Regions from separate parts of the Pan troglodytes genome. Here region 2 is linked to region 1. The links are chromatin contacts, called in public capture Hi-C maps. All regions are on one chromosome and are shown on one strand. The core of a region is the stretch at or near the end of the contact, and the rest is flanking DNA. Distances in the headings are between cores, read along the strand shown. Region 1 overlaps LOC129136497 (a long non-coding RNA gene). Region 2 overlaps DCP1B (decapping mRNA 1B).

Region 1 (7,336 bases), core at 2,336-4,835:
CAGAGTCAAGAAACCAGAATTGCAGCCCTGGCTCTGCTGTCAAATTGTTCAAAAGCCTCTGAGGAAGAAGGATCAGGCTTCCAGGCTTTATTTGCTCATCAGTTCCCGGTGCCAGCTCAGGGTTTTTGCAAAGTTTAGCTGCCATAGGAAGTGAGAAATTGCTCTGGAAAATGTATATGTTCCCATTTTTGCATTTGTTATTGTTTCAGTTCTGCTGTGGACTGTTGTGAACTGACCCAGTAACCACAGGCTAGTTCTTTGCCTTCCAAGCCCTTTATTGCTTGTTTCCAACAAAGTAGTCAAAAACACGTTCTCCGCTAAACAAACTTTTTTTCTTTTTTGTAAGAAAAAAGACCAAAGATAGAAATACAGCATGGCTTTCTTTTTTCTTTTTCTTTTTTTTTTTTTTTTTGAGACCCAGTCTTGCTCGTTGCCCAGCTGGAGTGCAGTTGTGAGATCTCGGCTCACTGCAACCTCCACCTCCCGGGCTCAAGCGATTCTCCTGCGTCGGCCTCCCTAGTAGCTGGGACTACAGGCGTGTGCCACCACGCCTGGCTAATTTTTGTATTTTTAGTAGAGATGGCGTTTTGCCACGTTGGCCAGGCTGGTCTCAAACTCCTGACCTTAGGTGATCCGCCCGCCTTGGCCTCCCAAATTGTTGGGACTATAGGCGTGAGCCACCGCGCCCAGCCTTACAGCATGGATTTCTAAACAGAGCGGCTATTTGTTGCTGGGACAGGTAACTGAGAGGATAGATTTCATTCCCCAGAGAAGTTTAAGAAAAGAAGAGCATTTAGATGTTTTTAGAATTTAGTAGAGTCTAGAGCCAGGGAGAAAACCAGACATTCTCTGGAGATTCATTTCAGCTAGAGGGTTCTGTGTGTCCCGTCTCCCTTTCAGGGGTTAATCAGCCTCTAAAAACAGCAAGGGCACAAGATTCAGTACAGAGGACCTGGCTTCCCAACCAACTAGTTAAGTGATTCAGGCAGTTTCTTCAGCAATAAAACAGAAATAATACTCTCTCTACTTCAAATTAAATCATATGGATGTGAAAGCCTTTTGTAAAATATAAACTTTTAAAATATTGAGGCTGGGCATGGTGGCTCATGCCTGTAATCCCAGCACTTTGGGAGGCTGAGGTAGCAGGATTACTTGTGCCCAGAAGTTTGAGGTTGCGGTGAGCTAGGATCGAGCCACTGTACTCCAGACTGGGTGACAGAGCAAGACCCTGTATTAAAAAAGAAAAGGGTAATGGTATATCTTATATAGATATAGATAAGTGTATAAGATATAGCTTGCTTATATCATGGCAAGATCAATGAAAATATGCTTTTTTAAAAAGTAAAGTTTATTATGTAAGCTCTTGGGAATCATCTCAACTGAAGCCAACCACAAATGCAAGGGGTCTAACCTTGATGATCTGGATTTGTTTGGTCTTTTGTATACCCGGAAATCCACCATCCTTCTCTATGTTGGTCTTGGTGTTTCCTGAGAAGGCCAGTACCTGAAAAGTGAGCATTCCACCTTCCACTCCCCCATCACATGGGAGCCTTTTTTTTTTTTTAAATCCCCAGTCTGTTTACCACTTTGTCCTAAGAATCAAAGACTTAGGAAACTTTTTTTTTTTTTTTTTTTTGAGACAGGGTCTCACTCTGTCACCCAGGCTGGAGTGCAGTGGCGTGATCTCAGCTCACGGCAACCTCTGCCTCCCAGGCTCAAGCGATTTTCCTGCCTCAGCCTCCTGAGTAGCTGGAATTACAGGCACGCGCCACCACACCCGGCTAATTTTTGTATTTTTTTTTAGTAGAGACAAGGTTTCACCATGCTGGCCAGGCTGGTCCTTATCTCCTGACCTCAAGTGATCCACCCGCCTCGGCCTCCCAAAGTGCTGGGATTACAGGCGTGAGCCACCGCTCCCGGCCAAGGAAACTTCAAGAAGGCAAAGGCAAGGAGGCCCACCCCTGGGCCCTCAGAGGACATGGACAGGGAGCGGACTCTGAAAGGAGCTCTGGGAATGGACTCTGCCCCCTCTAGCCCCCAGGGCCTGGCCGCCTACACCCAGCTGCTTCTCCTCACTGGCCTCTGCCCCAGGCCATGGCAGCCACATCAGGGACGTGGAGCTGGGAAGCGTCCCCCCTTCTCACAGAAGGTCTGTGACAGTGGAGAAGATTCCCAGGATCTCAGGCTAGAAGTTGGAAGGCATTTTCTGAGGGCCACATGATTCCACCAGCTGGAGTTTTCTGTTCCCATTGTACAGTCCTTGATTTCTGGGACACAAGATGTTCTTTTAGGCTTTCCTGAATAACAAAGATCACACATACACTTGTTTATCTGGGGAGATGCCTTCCCGTTCTAAACAACTGACTTACAAATTCTCTTTCTGAGAACAATGCCCATTCATAAGTTGGGAACATTCTGTATGAGTGACTTCTGGCTGGGAAGGCACAGTTCTCAGGAGGGGGAGGAGTTCTCAGGAGACCCCTGTAAAGTGGGCCTGTGCGTAGACACTCAGGTCCCTGTGTTTGCTAGAAACACTTGGGCACACACAGGTGCCTGTTCCAAGCCTTCCTCCCAAGGAACACACCTGTGCATGTGAGTCACATGTCCCGCCAACGTGCCACCTAACCTTCACCCTGAGCTGGGGAGTATTGGGTAACTGTGTCCTCAGCAAAGTCACCCCACTGCTTGGGTAACACCTTCAGATAGTATCCAGGCCAAAACATGTTAAGAAAAAAAATTCACTCACAGCCAGAACACTTATTCCTGTTTATCTTTTAACAATGCAAGGGTAGGGAAATTGTTTGGAAATCAAAACGTGGAAGTTCGTTCATCCTCCCAACTCGTGGAGTTCTAAGGCAGAGACTGGCTAAGCTTTGTGGGACCTAAAAGTTATATAATCAGGGTGGGGCAGTTTAAATAATTACAAATACGAAATTATGAACAGGGCCTTAGAAGGCGAGGGAGAGGCCCTGAAACTTGAGCTTCATTCACTTAATGGAAAATCTAACTCTGATTCTAGGGGAAGAATCTAGAAGATTCCATGAAAATACAATGTTATAGAGCTTTAAATGACTTTCCCTAAAATACTTTTAATACTTCTTGCCTTAGTGGATCCTGGCTTTTCTTTGACAATGTCATTCAGTTGAAAACCCTCTGGGTAAAGGCTCTTCGCCTCCTGGCACCCCCATGGGGGCGGGAGGTGCTGCTCTCAGGGTCTTCACACCCCACTGTTGCAGCCCTTCGCTCAGCCGTCTCTCCAGCCGGACCATCCTCTCTGCATTTTGGTCCCTGTCCTCCGCCCACCCTGGGGCCCTTCTGCAAAGCACTGAGGGTCAGGGGCGCACGGACGTCTTCCTCCCAGCCCCTCATCCGCCAGCGAGCTGAGCCGCGCCTGGGCCCCTGTCACCGCGCCACCGCTCCTTCGGGACCTGAAGCCTCGGTGCTCAGCGATCCCCCTGCAGCTCACTGCGACCCCCACCCTTGCTGCGCCCTCCGCCTCGGCACGGCCCTCCCGGAGCTATGTGCCCTCCCTGACTTCATCTTCGCCCCTCCCCTGCCTGGCTCTCCCACTGCCAGTCACCCCAACCCCGCCCCAGCAGCAGCCTCGAGTTCCCTCTCCCCTCGAAGGCCTCGCGGCGGACTCGGAGCGGGGCAGGGCGGAGGCGGGAGGCGGGAGGCGGGAGGCGGGAGGCGGGGGGCGGGAGGCGGGGGGCGGGGGGCGGGGCCGCAGCTCCGCCCTCGGGAAATGGCTCCGCCTCCCTCGCCGGGAGCCGCCTTCAGGGGCCGTATGCAGCGACTCCCCACCCCGCGGGCCATGCCAGCGGACGGGCACCTCCGCGGGCGCAGAGCGAGTCACACGTGCATCCTCTCACCCTTCCCCCGCTGCACCGCCCGCTGTCCAGCCCTCTCCTCCTGTTTTCTCCCACTGCAGAGCTGGCTAAAGAACACTGCAGACTTGGGCCACTTTGCCCCTGCCCAGATTCCTGATTCCCGGCCTCGCGGCCCCACCGCTGTCTTCCTCTCCCCTCCCGGACTTCCTCTCGCCCCCAGCCCCAGCCCTCTGTGGCCGCGGCCTGCTCTGCCTGAGCTGCGCCTCCGGAGGTTCCGCCGCCCCTTCGCCTCCCCCTCCTCACTTCCCGCCTCCCCCTCCCCACTTCCCGCCTCCCCCTCCCCACTTCCCGCCTCCCCCTCCCCACTTCCCGCCTCCCCCTCCCCACTTCCCGCCTCCCCCTCCTCACTTCCCGCCTCCCTCCTGAGAGGTCCGCTGTCGGGAGAGAGGACTCGGTGTGTGCTCCGCTCGCCCTCCGCGAGATTCCCTCAGGGCACAAGCAGCGCTTCCTGAAGCTCGGTTAGCCCCTCACCCACCAGCTGCAAGGACGGGGACCCTGCCTTTCTCATCGCTCATCGCCCAGGGCCTGGCCGGGAGGAGGGCTTCTAACCGGGAGGAGCTGCCCGCTCTTCCGTGCCCCGCCCCCCAGCGCACCTGCCCGCGAACATGAGGCAGCCGGGGGGTCCGCTGGGGCAGAGTGCGGAGTGAAGGGGTGCACTGGGCACTCAGCGCGGCCCTTGGGAGGCAGGGCCGCCCCAGCCTGCCCTCCTGTCTAGGAAGGCCGTCCAGAAGCAGGAGCCCCGGGGAAAACAACTGGCTGGACGGGGCGGCCTTCAGTGTCTCTCCCAGCCTGAGTCGCTTCCCACCACCTGGGCACGAACCTGCTCTGCGATCTCCGGCAAGTTCCTGCGCCTCCTGTCGGTAAAATGCAGATCGTGGCGTCTTCCCTGTCCCCTGTGAGGATCGTGAGCCTATGCGTGTGAGGCCACCAAATCCCAATTCGTATGAACGTGCTGGAAGCAAGGGGGTCAGAGCACTTAGCGGCTCTCTCCTCTGGTGGGGAGAAAACAATGATTTTCTTAAGGACACAGTTTGATGGTGGAGGCTCGAGAGCGGCTACAGTTGGGGCCACTGGAGAGACAGAGATGGCCTCTGGAAGAGGGTGCTGAGTTATGTAGTGGCCGATTCACTGCAGGCTGCCTGCTAGATTGTAGGCTTGCTGAAGGCAGCACCAGTTATCTGTCGCACTGTTCGCTACAGAATTGTCCGCACCAAGCACAGCATGGACTCTGTTAGCAGTGCAGCAAACATTTGATGAAGGAAGGAAGGAGGGAATTAAAGGAGGAGGAAAGGAAAGGAGAAAGATAAAAAAGGAAGAAAGGAGGAAGGGAAGGAAGGAAGAAAGGAAGGACGGAGGGAAGGAGGGAAAGGAGGGAAGGAGGGAAAGGAGGGAAGGGATGAAGAAAGGGAGAGAGAAGGAAAGAAAGGAAGGAGGGAAGGAAGGAAGGAGGAAAACAGGAGGGAAGGAAGGGGGAAAGGAAGGGAGGAAGGAAGGAAGGAGGCTGCTTAGGGGTAAAATGTCTGTAGGGAGGATGCAGCCAGGCCACGAGCTAATAGAAGGTGCAGAATGTCAAGCTGCTGAGATGGACCATGGAAGGCAAGAAGAATGAGGGAATGCCCACCCAGTCCTCAATGACAAATAATGATCTTGTTTTATTTTGCTTTTTCCTCGATCTTAATTTTTAATCCCCAATGGCTGAATGATGGTGTTCTGTGCAGACATTTGTGTTCGGGTAGAGAGAAGGGGAAAGAATGCTGGGACTGGCCCACTATGGCCCTGCCCTTACAAACTAGAGGAGAGTAATTAAATGAAAACGATGGCAAGGATGTACATGTAAAACATTTAAAGGCTGGGCACAGTGGCTCATGCCTGTAATCCCAGCACTTCCGGAGGCCAAGGCAGGTGGGTCACGAGGTCAGCAGTTCGAGACCAGCCTGGTCAACATGGTGAAACCCCATCTCTACTAAAAATACAAAAATTATCCAGGCGTGGTGGTGGGTGCCTGTAATCCCAGCTACTTGGGAGGCTGAGGCAGGCGAATCGCTTGACCCGGGAGGCGGAGTTTGCAGTGAGTCGAGACCATGCCATTGCACTCCAGCCTGGGTGACAGAGGGAGACTCTGTCTCAAAAAACAAACAAACAGCAACAACAAAAAACATTTAAAGACACACAAGGCCGGGCGCAGTGGCTCTTGCCTGTAATCCTAGCACTTTGGGAGGCTGAGGCAGGAGGATCGCTTGAGCCCAGGAATTTGAGACCAGCCTGGGCAACATGGTGTAAACCTGTCTCTAAAAAACATAGAAAAATTAGCTGGGCGTGGTGGTGCGCACCTGTGGTCTCAGCTACTCGGGAGGCTGAGGTGGGAGGATCACTTGAGCCCGGGAGGTCAAGCCTGCAGTGAGCTATGATCTCACCACCGTACTCCAGTCTGGGTAACGGAGCAAGACCCTGTTTCAAAAATAAATGAAGGAAATAATAAAAATTAAGAACACACAAAAGTAGATTCAAAATATTACACACACTTTTACACCTGTATCTCTCTCTCCATCTTTATGTATTGGAAAGCTTGAGTCCACACTGATAATCTCCAAGTCCAGGCCGACAGCATGAGTGCATTCTTGTTTTCTCCCTTTCCCTTCTCTGCCAGTAAGAAACCCGGCTCCACAGGGAGTGAAAAGAATGAAAAAGCAGCAGTAGGTCACTAAGGTCCCAGCTTCCCTGTGCCAGCCCTGCCATGGTGCCTCCAGGGATGCAGACCTGCCTGGGGCAGAGGTCTTTAAGGAGACCAAATTGGAACCAGAAGTTTCTTCAGACTGAAAGAACTCCAGGAAGTGTCAGTGGTTAGGGCAGATTTAGGATACCCTATAAATATACAGTAGGGCAAAGTTAAGTCAAGGGCCCCTGGAGCCTTCGGGGTTATGTCGAACCTCCAGGGTTCACCTGGATTAACTCTGTGGTGGCTTCCAGCTGTTGATCTCACCCTAGACCCAGGAATCTGAGGTATGATTTGAGTTAGAAATGGGAAGTAGGGGAGAAATGAAGAAAATGAGAAGAAAACAGTAAATCTATCACCACTTAAAAACATTAGTATTGATAAAATTGACTTCATAAAAATTAAAAATTTCCATGTGGCAAAAATAGCTGAGTCAAAATATAAGCAATTAACTGGGAAAATATTTGCAACACATATGACAGTTAATTTTCTTCACATGCAAAGTACACTTAAGAGTGAATAAGATAATCAGCCCCAAAGAAAAATGGGCAAAATACCTTAAAAAACCACAGAAGAAGAAATATATCTGGCTTTCTTTTTTTTTTTTCGAGACAGAGTTTTTGCTCTTGTTGCCCAGGCTGGAGTGCAATGGCATGATCTCAGCTCACCGCAACCTCCGCCTCCCAGGTTCAAGCGATTCTCCTGCCTCAGCCTCCCAAGTAGCTTGGATTAC
Region 2 (7,336 bases), core at 3,482-5,981, 290 kb after region 1:
CAGACACTTCTCAAAAGAAGATATTTATGTGGCCAACAAACATGAAAAAAAGCTCATCATCACTGGTCATTAGAGAAATGCAAATCAAAGCCACAATGAGATACCATCTCACACCAGTTACAATGGTGATCATTAAAAAGTCAGGAAACAACAGATGCTGGAGAGGATGTGGAGAAATAGGAACGCTTTTACATTGTTGTTGGGAGTGTAAATTAGTTCAACCATTGTGGAAGACAGTGTGGTGATTCCTCAAGGATCTAGAACCAGAAATACCATTTGACCCAGTAATCCCATTACTGGGTATATACCCAAAGGATTATAACTCTAATTATTACCCATTACTAGGTATATACCCAAAGGATTATAACTCTACTTATTACTGGGTATATACCCAAAGGATTGTAACTCTACTATAATCAAAGGATTATCATTCCACTATCAAGACACATGCACACGTATGTTTATTGCAGCACTATTCACAATAGCAAAGACTTGGAACCAACCCAAATGTCCATTAATGATAGACTGGATAAAGAAAATACGGCATATATACACCCAGGGAATACTATGCAGCCATAAAAAAGAATGAGTTCTTGTCCTTTGCAGGGGCATGGATGAAGCTGGAAACCATCATTCTCAGCAAACTAACACAGTAACAGAAAACCAAACACCACATGTTCTCACTCACAGGTGGGAATTGAACAATGAGAACACACGGACATAGGGAGGGGAACATCACACACTGGGGTCTGTCACGGGGTGGGGGACTAGGGGAGGAAGCGCGTTAGGAGAAATACCTAATGTAGATGATGGGTTGATGGGTGCAGCAAACCACCATGGCATATGTATACCTATGTAATAAACCTGCATGTTCTGTACATGTACCCCAGAACTTAAAGTATAATAATAATAAAAAAACACTTGAGTATAAAAAAAAGTCTGAAACATTTTACTTCATATTACACATACTTTTTTTTTTTAAAAGGCAGAAACATTGAAGGAAACAACACTCAACATGAAAGAACCTTGTGCCGGAGTTCTAGAAGGACCTTGAAAATCAGTTTTAAAAGGCCTTGCTGTCACATAGTCTTTTTCATGGCTGCTTGAGTCATGCTGAAGAGATAGGCTTCATAGATTATATTTAAGAAGTTGTCATCATTCTGGAAAACAAATTGAAAGACCCAAGAGAATGTTACTTGGTTGGCAGACACAAAAGGCTTCCTCTGTCTTAGAGCTGAACTGGCCTTTGGATACTGAGACACTCATCTCTCCCTGTCTAACAGCTGGTGGTTTTTAATTGCATGTGTGAATGTTAAGTGGGGTTGAAGGCAAGGCCGGACAGAGCTGATGGTTTTCCATGGTCAGTATGCACAGCAGCAAGAGCTCATTACATGCAGCACAGATGGGCAGCCCAGACACATGGCAGCATGGAGCAAGGTTTACTCAAGAACAGCCTGGGTCTGCTGCATGAAAAGACATGAAGCCCCAGCAGACAGAGGAGTTAGGAGGACATGATCCAAGTCAGTGGTCTCAAAGTTTGGTTAAGAGATTGCTGTGGTGTGTTTTTTTGTTTCTTGTTTTTTGGGTTTTTGAGACTGGGTCTCACTCTGTCACCCAAGCTAAAGTGCAGTAGCGGCATCATAGCTCACTGCAGCCTCAACCTCACGGGTTCAAGCGATCCTCCCACCTCAGCCTCCAGAGTAGCTAGGGCTACAGGTGTGTGCTACCATGCCTGGCTTTTAAGTTTTTTGTTAAGACAGGGTCTCACTATGTTGCTCAGGGTGGTCTTGAACTCCTGGGCTCAAGTGAGCCTCCCACTTTGGCCTCCCCAAGTGCTGGGATTACAGGCATGAGCCACTGTGGTTCTTAAAGGCCCTCCACGTCACCTACAATGTGTCTGCTTTGTTTTGGGCATTACTTAGGATTTTACTTGCAATATGCTTCATCAGTACTTCATCAAAGCTAATATAAGTCTTCCCATAAGTTATGGAAAGTTTCTAGCCTTGGCAAGTGGGCAGGAGTAAGACTGGTAATCTCTGGGCTCTTTTGCCTGGCTAAGGAGTGAGAATCACGGTCTAATCAGTGGTTTTCCTCATGTTTTAATTCTAGAGACTTCTCCCTCCCACCCAAATTCTTTACAGTGTTAGTAATTCACCCACACTTCACATTCCCCCTTCATTCCCTCTTGGCACCCCACACAGATTTAGCATCATTCTCATGCAATGAAGAGAGTGATGTTATCCCTCTTTTTCCTGCAAAGTAGTCACAAAGTTCCTCTGCATGAGATTGTGTCCTAACAAGAGGCAGAAACTAAAAACAGACTGCTTGAGTGACTGGGAATATGAGGTGTGGTACACGGGAAGAAGTAAAATGCACGCAGAGAGTGGAGGGCAGGGGAATGTAATTTCTAATCCGCCATGTTCAGCCACTACTCTGGAGTAGAGTCTCAAGACAATGTGAAGGGAATCAGCCAGAAAACATATGGATCTTTTAAATTCCAGCTTAAGAAACTGGCTCAAAGTAAAGAGGTTCACAGATGTCTAATTCCTCATGAGCTTACTATGAATAGCTTTAAAAGGTGGCAAATATTTTTATCCTGATATTTACTTATGAATTAGTAGGGCTCAATCATTTGCTGTTGACCTTATTTATCTCTGATTGTTATTATGCTTCTGCTGACTTCTAGCCCCATTCCTTTCATTCTTCCTCAAACATGTTTCCTTCTTTTGTAGTCTCGCTATGTTGCTCAGGCTGGTCTTGAACTCCTGGCCTCAAGCAATGCTCCCACCTTGGCTTCCCAAAGTGCTGGGATTACAGGCGTGAGCAGCCACTGTGCCCGGCCAACGTGGAACCTTTTTAAAAATGTTGTACTAATTGAGACCACTGTCTTTTTAAGTAGGATAAGACAACCGCAGAAGGGCTGGCCTGCTCTCTAAAGGCCGTCTGATGCTTAAGCAAAGTACCACACAAGTTTTCTTAAAGATTATCTACCAAAAAGATACCTAAATACGTTAACTGGGGTGTCTGAAGTCTGTCTGGCTACAAATGTTCCACTTTTCAAGGACTGCCGTTGATTTCTTGGGTGTGCTTTGCTAGGGCACCTGTGCTGAATGTTCTCCCGAGGCTGGTCCCTGCCAACATTCATGTGGTGAACATGGCCCACGGGAGAGAGTACGTGGGAAGTGGCACTCGGGGGCCAGGCTGGGGGCATCCCAGCCCTGCTTATGTACGAGCTCCGTGCCTCAGGCCAGTTGCTCAGCCTCAGTTTCCTTGTCTGTAGAATGGGAAAAATAACAGGGTTGTTGTGTAAGGAGTGAATGAGTTAATGTGCTTGTGTGTAGCACTTAAAATAGGGCCCGGTGCCAGCTCTGCGGAGTGTTAGCTATTATAGCACTCGTTATTATTTCATAATTTCATAGGCAAGTGAGGCTAGCAGCTCACAAGGAGTCCTGTCACTCCATCCCGTCCTAATGAGCAGGTTTCAAAATGACTTGTAAAACATACCTGTAGCAGCCATGGCCATTATTTGCTTCCCTCCCTGTTTTCCACTCGCTCAGTGGCCTCTTCCCCACTCAACAGATGGCCCCTTGCCCACGACTGCTCCCACCTCTACCTCCCAATGGTGAGTTTTCTGTCTGGGCCTCCAGCACCCAGGGTCCTCTCAGGGACTGCTTAATCCCCAACATATGCTTCCTTCTCTTCTGACAGGTGACAGCTTGGAGGCCTTAGACAGTCCTTCAAATTACAAAATCCTTGAAGAGCTGAGACACCCAAGCCACACTTGGTATTATAAATAACACCTAGCTAACTGAGCACAGAAGCCGCTGGGGTCAGGATGAGTTGTTACACACACCTGTTATTCTCACGGAAGCTAAGCAGGCCTTGGCTGAGTCTTTATCTCATAGTTGCAGCCAGGAGGCCAACAGGCGTGGTCAGGTGCGAAGGGAGACGACGTGCTCGCTTACCTGAATGAGGTACAGCAGTGCCTCCTGGAGCTGGAGCTTGGTGAGTGGGCTGCTGGTGATCACGGAGGGCTCCGGGCTCTGTATGGGCAGGAGGAGGCTGGTGGCAGCAGCAGGTGGCTCCTGGCCTCCCACAGGCAAGAGGCCGCTCTCCCTTTCCTTTGGCGGGACGGAGGTGGGTTGTGCGAACACCATGGGGGACATAAGCAGAGACGGAGCTGCTGTAGCAGGGATGCGCTGAGGTGAGATGACCTGCTCACAGCAAATACACACAGAGAGCGGGGTTCAGGAGCAGCTCACGGCATGATAGCTTGCAGCGGCAGATACGGGTGGTTTAAGCATTCCCTGTCCACAGCTTCCCTAGCTGAGAAAAGTTTATGGGAAACTGATTCTTGCTCCACTACTCCACGCACCTTCCTTCAGCATCACTGAGCAGCTCTGGTATCGTCTGCTGTGGGGACTATTGTTTCCACTGCATATGCAGCTTGGCCTCTGGGTGACAGCTTATTTTTCAGGCTACCAGTATTTGGCAAGTGCATTTAGGACTACTGACCTTTTCCTTAGATCTGGTTGTCCATGACCCTGACCTAAAGGTCTCACAACCTATGTGAGCTGCCACCCTTGTTAGGGGCCTCCCCATTTCCCCTCCTGACCCCGGAGCACAGGAGGCGCTGTGAGAGCAACTCCCTGCCCCTCCTGCAGCCTCACTCACTTCTCGTTGGGAGGGAGAGTGATGTGTGGGTCCACCCCTTCTGGGTCCTTCCCTGACAGGATCTGCCTGCCTGCAGAGAGCCCTCATCTTCAGCTTCCGCAGCTGATGTGTTTGGGCTGACCCGGGCTGCCTGTTGCTCAGCCCTGCCAGAGCCTGTCTGTTGAGTCTAACTCCCTTGGCAAACAGACCTGAAACCAAGTTTTCTAACAGCCCTTTCAGTTATGCAAGTGACATTTTGATCCTTATCTGACTGACTCCTACAGCTATCATTTGCCTCTAACTCAGGGAAGAAAAAGAATGTTATTTATCAGCCTCCGAACTCTCCGAAAGAACTCCTAAGAGGGAGGCAAGGAGGCCAGCAAGCTAGAAGTTGCTGTAATTTTATAATCAATCCCTTAGCGTCTCTTTGAGCAGAAGCTGGCCTGGAGGAAGGCAGGCTGTTTCTTTTAACTTGTCCCTACATGACATTTCAAGGAGCGGTGCTGAGCAGTGATGCTCCCGGAGGAGGAGTCAAGCATTCCGAGCACAGCGTGGGCTGCTGAAACGCTTGCCTTTCTCACCCGGCTCTTGATATTTGTGAGTACTGAAAAGTCAAGGGAGTTGTACATCAGAAATTTCAGTCAGACTATATTCATCCCATGCTTCTAATTCTAAATCATCAAAGAGGAAAAAAGCAGACATTTTTAAAAGAGGGACAATAACACTGAAATGAGGGGGAGTGGGAGTTATAAATATTGTTTCTATAGCAATCGGTACTCAGATTTGGGATGTTAATAAATAATAAATGAGAACACTTTGACTCAGGGGCTCACAAAGACTTTTGGCACATGCCTAAGGTCTTTGTTTTCAAAAAACTGAATTTTTTGTTTTGAGACAAGGTCTCACTCTACTGCCCAGGCTGGAGTGCAGTGGTGCAAACATGGCTGACTGCAGCCTCAACTTCTTGGGCTCAAGCAATCTTCCCACTTCAGCCTCCCAAGTAGCTGGGACCACAGTGGCATGCAACCATACCCGGCTAATTAAAAACAAAAAATTCTTGTAGAGACAGGGTCTATGTTGCCCAGGCTGGTCTGAAACTCCTGGGTTCAAGCGATTCTCTTATCTTAACCTCCAAAGTGCTGGGATTACAGGCACGAGTCACCATGCCCAGCCAAAAGTGAAAGATTTTTGAGAAACTGTTATAAGTTACATAACAGGCCAGGTGCAGTGGCTCACGACTGTAATCCCAGCACTCTGAGAGCCCGAGGTGGGTGGATCACCTGAGGTCAGAAGTTCGAGACCAGCCAGGCCAACATCGTGACACCTCGTCTCTACTAAAAAAATACAAAAAATTAGCCAGGTGTGGTGGCAGGTGCCTGTAATCCCTGCTACTCAGGAGGCTGAGGCAGCAGAATCGCTTGAACCCGGGAGGTGGAGGTTGCAGTGAGCCGAGATCGCACCATTGTACTGCAGCCTGGGCGACAAGAGTGAAACTCTGTCTCAAAAAACAAAAAAAGGTACATAACAAAACATGACAAAGGGCCAGTGATGATATATGTGATACACAGGGAGAACTTTCCAATTTTTAAACCCAATGTACTTTCAATGAATGTGTTCCAATCCAAAGGGGAAATAATTCAGTGTCAGATCTCCAGATGTTACCCACAGGCAGATGATCAATAGCTTGTGGTTTCCTCACTGTCCCAAGTCAGTGATGGACATGGAGAAGCATCTTCTCTAAAGGAGAGAATCTTTCTAAAAACTGTCATATTTTCCCTCTCTGGCAGTTTGTGTGGGGGGTGGAGGTGGGTGGCATGCATACCTCTCCTGATCTACAGTAGGCTATACTGACGATACAGAGAAAGATAAAAACTGGCTGCACCTTTCAGGAGGAAATAGGCTGTTTTTTGTTTATTTCAAGAACCTACAGCATGGGCTGTGGGTAAGGAGTCTGTTTTCTTCATCATTATGTACCCACATGTAGACAATGCCTGACATGTAGTAAGTGCTCAAAAATATTTACTAAATAAGTGAATAATTTACTGTGGACTGAAAAACAAGAGGAGGTCAGTTGCTTGGCATTCCAGATTGATTTCAAGGCAGACCATACTAAGTTCCTACAGTCAAAAATTACGGTTTTCTCCCATGTCTGTGTTGGTCTTCAGACCTCCTAATATAATGAAGATTTAACTCTACAAGTAAATGCTCTCAAAAAGGTTGGGGGAAGTTCTCAGATTGTTAACCAAAGTGAAGATTCTCCTTCCAGGTAGAAAGCTCAGGCAATCAAGATGCACGGAGGTGGCTTCTGGCACCCTGCTCCAAACAGAAATGTACGTGACACATTGGTCCCTGGAGCATGGAAGTGGACTCTACATTTCACTGCATTATAGTAATACCTTTTTCTTTGTCTGTCTTTTTTTTTCTTAACAGACAGGGTCTCGCTCTGTCACCCAGGCTGGAGTGCAGTGGCATGATCATGGTTCACTGTAACCTCCGCCTCTTGAGCTCAAGGGATCCTCCCACCTCAGCCTCCTCAGTAGCTGGCGCTATAGGCGTGTGACACCAAGCCTGGCTACTTTTTTTTTTTTTTTTTTAGGGACAGGATCTTGCTATGCTGCCCAGGCTGTTTTATTTTGCCCCTGGTACATATTTACCTGGAAAAGAGGAGTCTGCTGTTCTGTGT

What was found. Capture Hi-C pulls out chosen DNA fragments and counts their contacts.
Region 2: a capture Hi-C map of stem cell-derived neural stem cells shows a contact between it and region 1, with 7 times the contacts expected there. The contact joins two enhancer-like sites. A contact is called at or near these places in 4 of 7 Hi-C or Micro-C datasets (blood, induced pluripotent stem cells, lymphocytes and 1 more), 1 of 1 datasets of contacts at active chromatin or transcription factors (stem cell-derived excitatory neurons) and 1 of 1 other capture datasets (stem cell-derived neural stem cells).

The regions. Positions count from the first base shown.
Region 1 is chr10:8,817,181-8,824,516 of NHGRI_mPanTro3-v2.0_pri, forward strand. It overlaps LOC129136497 (a long non-coding RNA gene), which reads right to left. Exons shown (of 3, transcript XR_010148237.1): 2 at 4,711-4,882. Among named protein-coding and RNA genes, the nearest start is that of ADIPOR2, 8.6 kb to the right of the region's middle. Within about 2 kb of position 3,586, at least 20 of the 24 cell types and tissues checked have an H3K27ac peak or open chromatin away from gene starts, as enhancers often do. A contact at or near this core is called in induced pluripotent stem cells and stem cell-derived neural stem cells, where this site is marked.
Region 2 is chr10:9,105,995-9,113,330 of NHGRI_mPanTro3-v2.0_pri, forward strand. DCP1B (decapping mRNA 1B) reads right to left here. Exons shown (of 9, transcript XM_001153642.7): 7 at 7,308-7,336; 8 at 3,966-4,214; 9 at 927-1,160. The coding sequence ends at 1,080. Among named protein-coding and RNA genes, the nearest start is that of CACNA1C, 26 kb to the right of the region's middle. Within about 2 kb of position 4,732, at least 2 of the 24 cell types and tissues checked have an H3K27ac peak or open chromatin away from gene starts, as enhancers often do. A contact at or near this core is called in induced pluripotent stem cells and stem cell-derived neural stem cells, where this site is marked.